Linked DNA regions of Triticum aestivum: region 2 is linked to region 1. The links are chromatin contacts, called in public Hi-C maps. All regions are on one chromosome and are shown on one strand. Each heading gives the region's core, a stretch centred on a gene start, on an enhancer-like site or on the middle of the called end of the contact. The rest is flanking DNA. Distances are from core to core; before and after follow the strand shown.

Region 1 (5,051 bases), core at 1,534-4,033:
GGGCTAGCCCATTTTTCTTCATACACAGCAACCCTTACAGTTTGTATATTCGCTCCTCCTTCACTGAATTCAATGGTATGCACAATACGCAGTCTTTTGTGGCATCCTTTGACCAAACTCTAAAACAAAGCTCGATGTCATTGTCAGTTATGGATTGACAAATCCAAACCCACAGACAACACAAAGTGTCGAAAGGAGAAAGTTAAAGGCAGTTACACATGAAATGTATTATATTTATACATATACATGATCCTCAATAATTCATTCCCATAACAGTTGGAGCAGACTCTCCAGCAAAAGGCCAACATGATAATCATATTCTTGAACACAAACTAGTTGATTAGTAGCTACCTCTGCAATATGATTCCATAATACTAGCTGGCACAGATTGTTGTTACAAAACAAAGAAAGAGGAGGAGTCCCTAGCACATCATCAAAAGCATGTATACCAGCATCAATGTTGAGTTTGCTGTTTAAGCGTCTGTATGATTCATAAGAGCAATTCACATGTCTATGCAATAGTTATCACATGAGTCTAGTTTTGTTCCTCTTGTAAAAAGCAAAACAAAAAACAGATCTCAAAGGAAAGCATCAGGCAAAAGACTAATTCTCAGTCAACATTGCAGTATTTTACTGAACAGAAATTCAGTTTTTGGGGCAGATAGTAAAGTTCAGTAGAGAAAACATACTTGCTCAAACTGATACGTTGGTGAAAGGAAGTATTTAGATTCATCATATTCACCGATTTCGATATCGAGTGGACCTCTAGAGTATGATCCATCCTGAAAACGAAAAATGCAGTGGCCAGAGGAATAAGTCGATAATTCGACAAAACAGGAAATGTGTAACATTACTGAATTTAATTAGGGGAGATGATAACCCAGTCTTACAGCGAACAAATGTGATTGAACAGTAATGGATATACTTAATGTCAACAATATATTTAACTTACATGGGGAGGAACGAAAGGTCAGGAGCTGCATGGCTAGTTTGACATGGGGGAAACGTATTTTCTGAGCTAGATTATCTGCCTTATAGTTGTAGGGTAAGGCTAAGGAGATAACTCTACAGATTGTCTGGAAGCTCCTAGGATCTGTTTCAGTTTTTCTTGCGTGGCTCGTTTGTGAAAAGAAAGTTTGCTTGAATACAAACTAGCTGTTCAAGTTAAACTCGTCTTTAGAAAAGGACAGAGCTTAAGCTATGCAAACTATATCCAAAAAAGACCACCATGGTTCATGATTTTCCACAGACTCTGAAAAGTGAGCAGGCACTATGAGCATCTTAATAAGGTGCTGCTACTGAAGCAAACCTGCTGAGAGGTTCAAGGTTTAACATCACAACTAACTGCCTTTTCTAAAACACCATCTAAGCGTTCTATTTTCAGCATCAGGAAATAGGCTGTGGTTATAACTTCTAGATTACAACAGTAAAGAGGAATGCAATCATATTTTTGGTTCAGTTAGTTATGGCTAAATAAAATATACAGTGTAAGTAAGGTCAATCATCTATTGCAACTTTCAAGAGCTGAACAAGAAAAGATGTTTCAAAAAGCATTGGGAGTATTTGAAAAGGGCAGAAAAAATGGGTGAAGAGAAAAGAATCTTACCTCAAAAAATACAATCCCTGGTTCTTCAATCATAACATCTTCATCGAGTACATCGCTCTTTTTAAGATCAAAATATTCATGTGCAGGTAAATCAACAGTCCCACTTGAGCTACCATGATTCCATTCATCATCGCTGGCACTCTGCTTCTCAGCTTCCCCGTGAGGATTGAGTTGCACCCAATTTGTCTTCCTTCGGATCTCGGTTCCATGACCACTATCATACGACTTCTCAATGAGAGAAAGGGTGTAGCAATCATAAAGATACTCCTGTTTGCTTCCTAGTCCAACAGGTTCCATCTCTGCTGTGATTGGTGAGAACACAGCTCCGACACCCTTCCATACGCCACTTAAGCTACTCGCAAATGTATCCCAGGAAGGCCTTAATACAGATTCCTAATAAGATAAAAGAAGACAATACTCAATATACCAGAAATTACATCAACGGGATAGTATTTACTGGCCTGGTAACTGCTGTTTGATTGCAAGTATGCTTCATTACAGTTCAGTCCGTAGTTCCCCACTATCTGAACTTCTGAAGCTAGCCCATTGCAAGTGAGTAGTGAAATGCTTTGCGAAGTGCACACTGCAGTGGACTACAGACTACTTGTCGTTGGTTAAATGGATAAACTGAACTTATACTCCTCATCAAATCGCAAAATTGATTCGCTGGCCAAAGTTCTAGACACGCGTGCCCATGGCACAAAAACAGTCCAGTGTACCTGGGTCTGGAGCACGGTCTCGACCTCCACCAGCATGGCACCGGAGACCAGAACCCTCGAGCCCGCGTCATTCTCCTTCCTCCTCCTCGGCGGCGGGGGCGGCCTGCTGCGGCCGGCCGGGCGCCTCCGCCCGCGGTGACTCTTTTGGGACCGAGACTTCTGCTCGGCGGCGCGTTCGTTGTCTACGCTCCAGACGTTCTCCTTCCCCCTGGACGACGCCCTCCCGCCCCGGGCGGCGCACCGGACGGTAACCCTGGTAGAGGTGGAGGGGCGCTGGCAGTGGGCGCTGGCGCCCAGGACGGCGGGGCTGCCCCCGCACGCGCCCAGGCACGGCGGCTGCATGCTCTCGATCGGTGAGCGGCTGCTCGGCGAGTGTGCAGCCGGCGGTGGCGGAGGCGGATGGTTTGGACTTCGCGGATAGTGCCTCGGAGACCGTCGTTACGATGACACGCGGGCCCCGCGGCTACAAAGAGGAGGGAGACCTATCTCCCGGGGAACACGCCTCTCCAACTTGCAAGCGTACTTCCGGGATACGCTTTTGGTGATGGAACTTGATACGCTTTTCTTAACGAAAGCAACTTTTCGTAAACGCCTTCCTAATAATCTGTTAATGCGAGAAAACTGTGGCGAAAGTGTGACTACAGTAGTGTGGCACTGATGCATTAGGGCCAGTAATTAAAAAGAAGACGTGGCTAGCGGCGCCCGAGCGCCCGCTGATGGGAAGGAGGGCTCTTCCAAATATGAAAGGAGCAGCCGACGCGTCTGATGTGATCCACAAAAAAAAAAGAATCTTGTCCGCACATTCATTTATTTGGGTGTTCAAAAAATTTAAAAAACTGTAACTTTTGATTGAAGCGTCCAAATTCAGTTTCGTTTTCACATCCGGGTTTCTCGCGACGAGTTCTTCAAAACTAGCTCTCATATTGATAGGTTTCGTCGAACTTTTTTTCGAGGCAACTTTGGGTCCGATGGAGGCAACTTTAGTGCTATAGGAAGGCAACTTCATTTTTTTCCTAGTAGGACTACCTATTAGGTTGGTTAGTGTAAAAAAATGAGAAAATCACACAAAATATGAGGCATCTTTAGTGCTACATATAAGCAACTTCATTGCACTACGTGTATCAATGAAGTTTGCTAACATTATCACAACTTGGCTACCATAGCTGCTCAGTTGCCTACCCTGGATGTTTAGTTGGCTATCATTGATGTCCAGTTGCTTACAATACTATGAAATTGGCCTACCATTGATGTCTAGTTATCTGCTATTGGTAATTAGTTACCTACCACTGCTGCTCAGTTGTCTAACTTTGTAATTAGTTCACTACAATATTATGAAGTTGCTTATCATTGCTTTTTTCTAAGTTGCTTAGAAACACTATGAAGTTGCCTATCAGAGATGCTCAGTTGACTGTCATTAATATTTCAGTTGCCTAAAATATATTAAAAAGTTGCCTGTCAATGTTGCTAAGTTGCCTATATACAAAACTAAGTTGTTTATCATAACGAACAGGTATTCTATGCAACATAGGATAAGATTAGACTACTCACTAATCATGATAGGCAACTTAGGACAGGCTACCTCAGAAAGTAAGTTTCCTATAGCACTATCAATATGGAGATGGAACTAGTTATGATAGAATACTTGCTGGTTGTGGTAGAAAACTTCGAGATTGTTATGCACTCGAGCGGTACACAAAAAAAGTTAGCAACTTTTGGGGTGTATTTATACAACAACAGTGCACTCACCAAACAACTCATGTGTACTCTGAGTTGGTATCTAGAAAAAAGCAACCACATGTGAAAAAGTCTAAGTTCACCATTGATGGGGCTATTGGAGGCAAACAAGAACAATAACTTTAAGATTGTTATGCACTCGAGTATCACACAAAAAAAGTTAGCAACTTTCAGGGTGTTTTTGTGCAACTCTAGTGTATTCAACAAGCAACTCATGTGTGTTTTCCATTATTATATCCAGAGATTCAAATTGTTTTTGCTGGCAACTCGTGCCAAAATTATGAACAACTTGTGTAATTTTGTGGGCGATTGTCTAATCCGTCCTCTATGAAATTCTCATCGCCATGTATACAACTTCTCATCTATCCCCACTTTCTCAACTAGCCAACACCCGCGAACTGGCTAGCCAACACACACACGCTAAAGGTTGAATGCAAAATATGCATAATATATGTTGAACGCAAGTTGCTTCTTTAGTATTGAAGGTTGCCTCCATGTAATTTTAAAATTGCCTACGAATGATGCTCAGTTGCCTACATACGATGAAAATTTGCCCCACATGGTTTTTATGTTGTCTATGATATACTTGATAGGTAAATTCACTAGTACACATGATGCAAGAAAGTTGCTTCTATTTAGTACTAAAATTGCCTCGACTGGAACCAAAGTTGCTTTTAAAAAAAATTCATCGAAACATGTACATATGGGATCTAGTTCTGAAGATCTCGTCGCAAGACACCGAATGATGAAAACGGATTTTCATTTTGACACTCGGTTCAAAAGTTTTAGCTTTAAAAAAAATTAAGACGAAATAAAGTGGGATGACATCAGCACATGCATGCAGATAATCCTTAGTGACCATGCACCACCTGACAACACCATATACATAGCGAGGAGGAAGGAGGCCGTTTTCTTAGCAGTTTTGTCGCGTAGTAGGTGGGCAAACATGGGACAGCTGGCGTGTGCGCTCGCAACGTCCATCCGGCGCAGCT
Region 2 (5,380 bases), core at 2,658-5,157, 150 kb after region 1:
CATTTCTTTTTCTCTAATCTGCAACAATACTCTTGTTGCAAAACTTCTTCTTCTCTAACTTTCTGCAACAACAGTCATGTTACAAAAAATCTCTTATTCTCTAATTTTCTGCAACAAGACATTTGTTGCAAAATATTCTCTTCTCTAATTTCCTGCAACAAAATCCATGTTGCAAAACTTTTTCTTCTCTATTTTTTCTGCAACAAGACCCTTGATGCAAAACTTCTCTATTTTTTGCAACAAGACCATTGTTGCAAAACCTCGATTGCAATAGGACCCAACATCTCCAGCCTCTTCTGTGTATTCCCGCAACAAGAGTGTTGATGCGAAAACTTGCAAGAACGTCGACGGATGCAACAGAGAGAGCACCCCATGGTCTCTACATCACCCACTCTTTTACGACGAAGGAAGGACGCCAATTGCCGCTGCCAATGTGGTGGGGTTGCAAGAACGTGCTTGTTTGAGAAGAGGTGGGGATGAGATCCAAGGAAATAGGCTGGGAAGGAGAGATGGAGGTAGGGGATGAGAGGGTCAACGGAAGAATGCGTGGCTGTTGCGGTATGCCTTTTCGAAGCAGGTGCCCAGTTGCAAGAACTGGAGTACGGAACGCTCTGCATGGTGAGATGACATCCAGAATTTTGGTGGAGATAAGGATGAAAGAGAGTAGCGGTGCGCTGCTCATCAAGACGCGTGTCAAGCATAGAACACGGCAGATGTGAAGGAAAATATCCACCGGTTGACCAGTAGCTTTTCCCTTGTTTTTTAGGAAAAAAGAATCCTATTTTTAGGCAAGAGAATCCTATCTGTTTTTTTTAAATCCTATTTGGTAGTACAGGCCAATCGGCACACAACGCCCAACTCCTACCGTAGTTCCTATGTGGTTTGGCCCAGGTAGTTTTTTTTTACTCACCGATTTTGGAAATCTTCGGTTCCCTTGGTTTTCTGGGCAGGTTTTGTTTGTGTTTTTTCTTCTGTTTTTGGGCCGGTTTTCCAATTCGGCTTTGTTTCTTTTTTATTTACATTTTTAACATGAAATTTTCAAATTTCATTTTTTTACCAAACTCATGAATATTTATTTCAAATTTGTGAATAAAAATATTTATTTCTTAAAATCAGCAAAAAATTTGGATTCGTGAACAATTTTTAAATTCATGCAAAGTTCAAAATTATGAACTTTTAAACATCTGTAAGAAGCAAACCGGTTTTTTATGTGTACTGGAGTTTTTTTAACACGAGAAACCAAAAAAAAGAGGTCGATCAAACCTTTCCAGCAAGTGAGCGAGAAAGCTCTTTCCCAATGATTAGTGCGCCCTGAATTCGTGTTAGCGCTCGCATGCGCTTTCAGTGGGCCGTGGCCCACTAATGAGCATGAAAGAAGTTATTATTGTTCTTTTTGGCGGTGAAATGGTGATAGAGAGATTTGTGCCATCGCAGATTTGATTATTCGGATTTAATGAGTTTATGTTATTGCGTCATGCCGTTTCTGTTGGTTTATTTCTTTGTGGACTGGAATCTTTGCTCGACACTATAATGCACATATTGTGATTCAACGGCCTACACTTCTAAGAAATCATCCGGCCGAAGTACGTTCATTACTCAAGTCTTCTCATCTTTTGGATGAACGACTCAGGGGTCCTTCAAAAAGCTTTATTAGTAATCAAGTTCGGGAGGGGGGATTGAGAGGGTGGCCATATCGTCACTTCGGTCTAATTGTTGCATTTTACTAAAGTATTAAGAGTATTTCGTCTTGAGAGATTTATACCATGGAGAAGATGTCTTCAAGAAACATCATCGTAAATCTTTGTTATAGGAGTTATTACTAGCAAGATGCCCGTGCATTGCACGGAACATCAAGATGCATTTTTTTTACAAAAACACCTGTTACGATTAACCCATGCAGGAGTAATCCCATGTGTAGAAACTAATGATATCTCAAGAATTTTATCGGAAAAATGGTATCTCGAGAATTTCATCGAAAAAATGATATCTCGAGAAAGACGAGAGATAAGGTGAGGAGAAGTGGGGCGTTGTGGTGACTGGTGGTCGGACTGGGCGGAGGCATGGTGATGGATGGCGCCGGCAGCGGCCACCATGCCAGATTGTTCCAGAGACTTCCTTTTTTAATTGCTCAACAATGAGGTTGTGGGAGATAAGGATGAACGAGGCAAGGCCTTATTTGTAAATGTGAAGAGAGGTGCGGGTATCTTTTATAAAATTGTCATAGTTTGCTTTCAGTCTGTGAGATATAGATACGGTCCATATTACAAGATGGCAGACACACAACATTACCAACTCGTTTTTTAATAAGAGTAGAGATGTATTTTCTTAGATCTTGTATCCAATGCGATGTACCTGTAATGGCTATGAGTATGGGTTAAACTACAGGGTTCTCTAAAAATACATTGATTTGATGGAATATCACATTCTTAGTTGGAATTCCATAAGATTGAATTCATATTTGCATTGCTATAGTTTCATGAGCAATACGTCGATCCATTATTTATGTTGTTGTAGTACCCTTTTCGTTCCAAATTACTTATCGCATAAGTGGATTGATCGGTTTCCGAGGGAGTATCTTTTTTAACCACTACGTGGACGTATATCATGTGACGTGGCGTGCCCAGCTTAATCACTTCCCGCTCGGAACAGTCGCACTGATTAAGAGCTCGGCACCGCCCCCTGCCTGCATCACGACGACAATGCCCTCCTCGGCACCCGGCGAGACGATGCCGCACGAGACGTGCACGGGCTTGCACCCATCCAGCACGGCCTCCTCGAGACCGGCCTCTTGCCAGCACGCGTCCCGAAGCAGGTGCCCCGGAGGCGTCGTCGTCGTCGTCGTCGTCTCCCCGTCACCTCCCGCGCAGGAGCGCAGGACGTTCAGCCCTCCCAGGCCATCGCCGGCGAGAACCGTGAACCGCGTCGGCTTCTCGACCCCCAGCTTCTCGCTGGCCTGCGCGACGCACGCCTCGGCCAGCGCGCGGCGGCCTGGCGCATCGCCGACGACCCTGAAGAGCACGGTGGTCGCGGCGTCGCCGGCCACGGAGACGAGGGGGATGGACCTGAGACGCCTGGTGGCGGCGCGTGGGTTTCGGAAGTAGCGCGTGTACCGCAGCATCTGGTTGGGGACGAGCTTGTTCTGCGCCTGCACCTGCGCGTGCGTGCGCGCCCACGACTTGAGGAAGTTGATGAAAGACAGCGGGTCGGCGAGGAGCAGGCTGCAGCACGCGCCGATGGCGTAGCCGCCGCCCCGGAACCACGTCAACTGCGACCAGAAGCAAGCACGACATTTCTGCGACTGCGATTTGTATCTCAGGAGGTACGAAAATGCACGAAGGGGGAGTTCATGCATGTATACCTGCATGACGAAAGGGGAACACTTCTCGGGGTCCTTGGCCTCCACGTCCGTCGAGAGCGCCAGCGCGGGCTCCTTGCTCGCGCGGTCCTCCGCCTCCAGGAACGCGGTCAAGGTCGTGTCCGCCGACGCCATGAGCAGCCGCACGCCGGCGTCGCAGAGCTTCACGTCCCAGTCCCACGGCCCTTCGCCGCCGCCGGCGTGCCGCCGCCACAGCCGCCCGGCCATCTTCGGGTGGTCGGCCAGCGCCTCGCTGAGCGACTCCTGCACCCACGCGGCCTGCTCCAGCTGCGCCATCGCCTCGCCCTCCAGCCGGTCGCGGTAGTAGAGCACCGCGCGGAACCGGTGCTGCAGCTCCGCGGCCGCGATCGGCGGGCCGGTCACGGCGATGGGCAGCGTCCGCCCGCGCTCCAGCGCGACGCGCGTCGGGACGGCGGTCTGCATGGACTCGACGTGGATATGCGCCATTCTGGCTCGGCGTCTGCGAGCGTCGCCCGTGCGCGCGCGGCCGACCCTGCCAAATATTGCCGAGAAGTGGTGTATTGGAGAACACCTGGAACAGTGCCCAATTTATACGCGGTATGTGCAAGTTTACGTGCCATTGCCATCGACGCATCGTAGTATTTCGAGTCGTTTGATTCTGGCTCTGCGTCTGTTGAGGTCACGCGCATGCTGTGTTGCTGCTGTTGAAATCGAGCTAGTGTTTCGGACTTTCTCCATCGAGGGAAGTGTCACAAACTGTCATGTTTTTTTTTTGAGCTCACAACCTCACAAGTACTGGACCGTTGAAAAGCCCAACTATGTCGACCAAACAAACAGGCCCAGTCCAGGCTAAACCGGGCCGAGTGGCAAGGTCATAGAACCCACTCGTGTTGTCTCTTCTTCCGTCTCTCTGTCCGCCTCGCCGCTCCCTCCTTGTGCGCATTTGCCCGAACACTCCACGCGCGCCGCCAGCCACCCTACCTCGCCCACTGCCGTCTCCTCCACTCACCACACCAGCGACCTCCCCCGCCGCCGCCACGCCATGCAGAAGGTGCGGCTCAAGTGGGTGAAGAACCGCGGGCTGGACCACATCATCGACCGGACCACCTCCATCCGCGCGTCCTGCCTCATGCTCGACTACCTCGCCCGCCAGCCGTCGTCCCCGGTGCCGGCCCGCGCCCTCGCGCGCTTCCAGAAGCCGCTCGGCCTCACCGTCCCCGTGCTCCGCTTCCTCCGCCGCCACCCGACCCTCTTCGCCGAGCAGCCGCACCCGCGCTTCCCCACCCTCCCCGCCTTCTCCCTCACCTCCGCCTCCGACATCCTCCTCGCGCGCCTCGCCCGCGCCTCCGCCGTAGACTCCCACCTCCGCCTCGCGCGCCTCCTCCTCCTCACCCGCTCCAGGTCGCTCCCGCTGGCCTCCATCCTCCCGCTCCGCTTCGACCTCGGCCTGCCCTACGACTTCGCCTCCTCCTTCCCCTCCTCCCACCCCGACGTCTTCGCCGTCTCCAATAACCACATCTCGCTCTCCGCCTCCCGCCTCCCCGACGATATCGCCATATCCTCCCTCCAGCGCCGCCACGCCGAGGCCATCACCGGGGCGACCTACCGCAACCTGTCCCGCCCGCCGTCCTCGTCGCATGCCCCCCTCGCGTTCCCGATGCGGTTCCCGCGTGGGTACGGAGGGATGAAGAAGGTCAAGGCCTGGATGGACGATTTCCACCGGCTGCCTTACATCTCCCCGTATGATGATGCCTCAGGGATCGACCCTGACAGCGACATCTACGAGAAGAGGAACATTGGTTTGCTGCATGAGTTGCTCGGGCTGATGGTGCACAAGATGGTCCGGAGGAATGCCATCCGGTTGCTCCGCGAGGAGCTTGGCCTGCCTCACAAGTTCACGAGGTTGTTTACGCGGTATCCTGGAGTGTTCTACCTGTCGTTGAAGTGCAAGACGACGACACTGGTGCTTCGTGAGGGGTATGAGAGGGGGAAGCTTGTGGAGAAGCACCCCCTCGCGGCGGTGAGGGACAAGGTACAGTATGT

What was found. Hi-C and Micro-C count contacts between places; a contact is called where the count stands out from the background.
Region 2: a Hi-C map of leaf shows a contact between it and region 1, with 5 times the contacts expected there. The contact joins the promoter of LOC123189977 here to the promoter of LOC123189973 in region 1. A contact is called at or near these places in 2 of 5 Hi-C or Micro-C datasets (both in leaf).

What each region holds. Positions count from the first base shown.
Region 1 is chr2A:646,274,003-646,279,053 of IWGSC CS RefSeq v2.1, forward strand. LOC123189973 reads right to left here and starts at 2,784. Exons shown (of 5, transcript XM_044602512.1): 1 at 2,326-2,784; 2 at 1,607-1,999; 3 at 690-782; 4 at 1-119. The coding sequence starts at 2,667.
Region 2 is chr2A:646,422,572-646,427,951 of IWGSC CS RefSeq v2.1, forward strand. It overlaps LOC123189977, which reads right to left and starts at 3,908. Exons shown (of 2, transcript XM_044602517.1): 1 at 3,359-3,908; 2 at 2,371-3,265. The coding sequence starts at 3,823. The coding sequence ends at 2,630. LOC123189976 (protein WHAT'S THIS FACTOR 9, mitochondrial) reads left to right here and starts at 4,173. Exons shown (of 2, transcript XM_044602516.1): 1 at 4,173-5,380. The coding sequence starts at 4,380.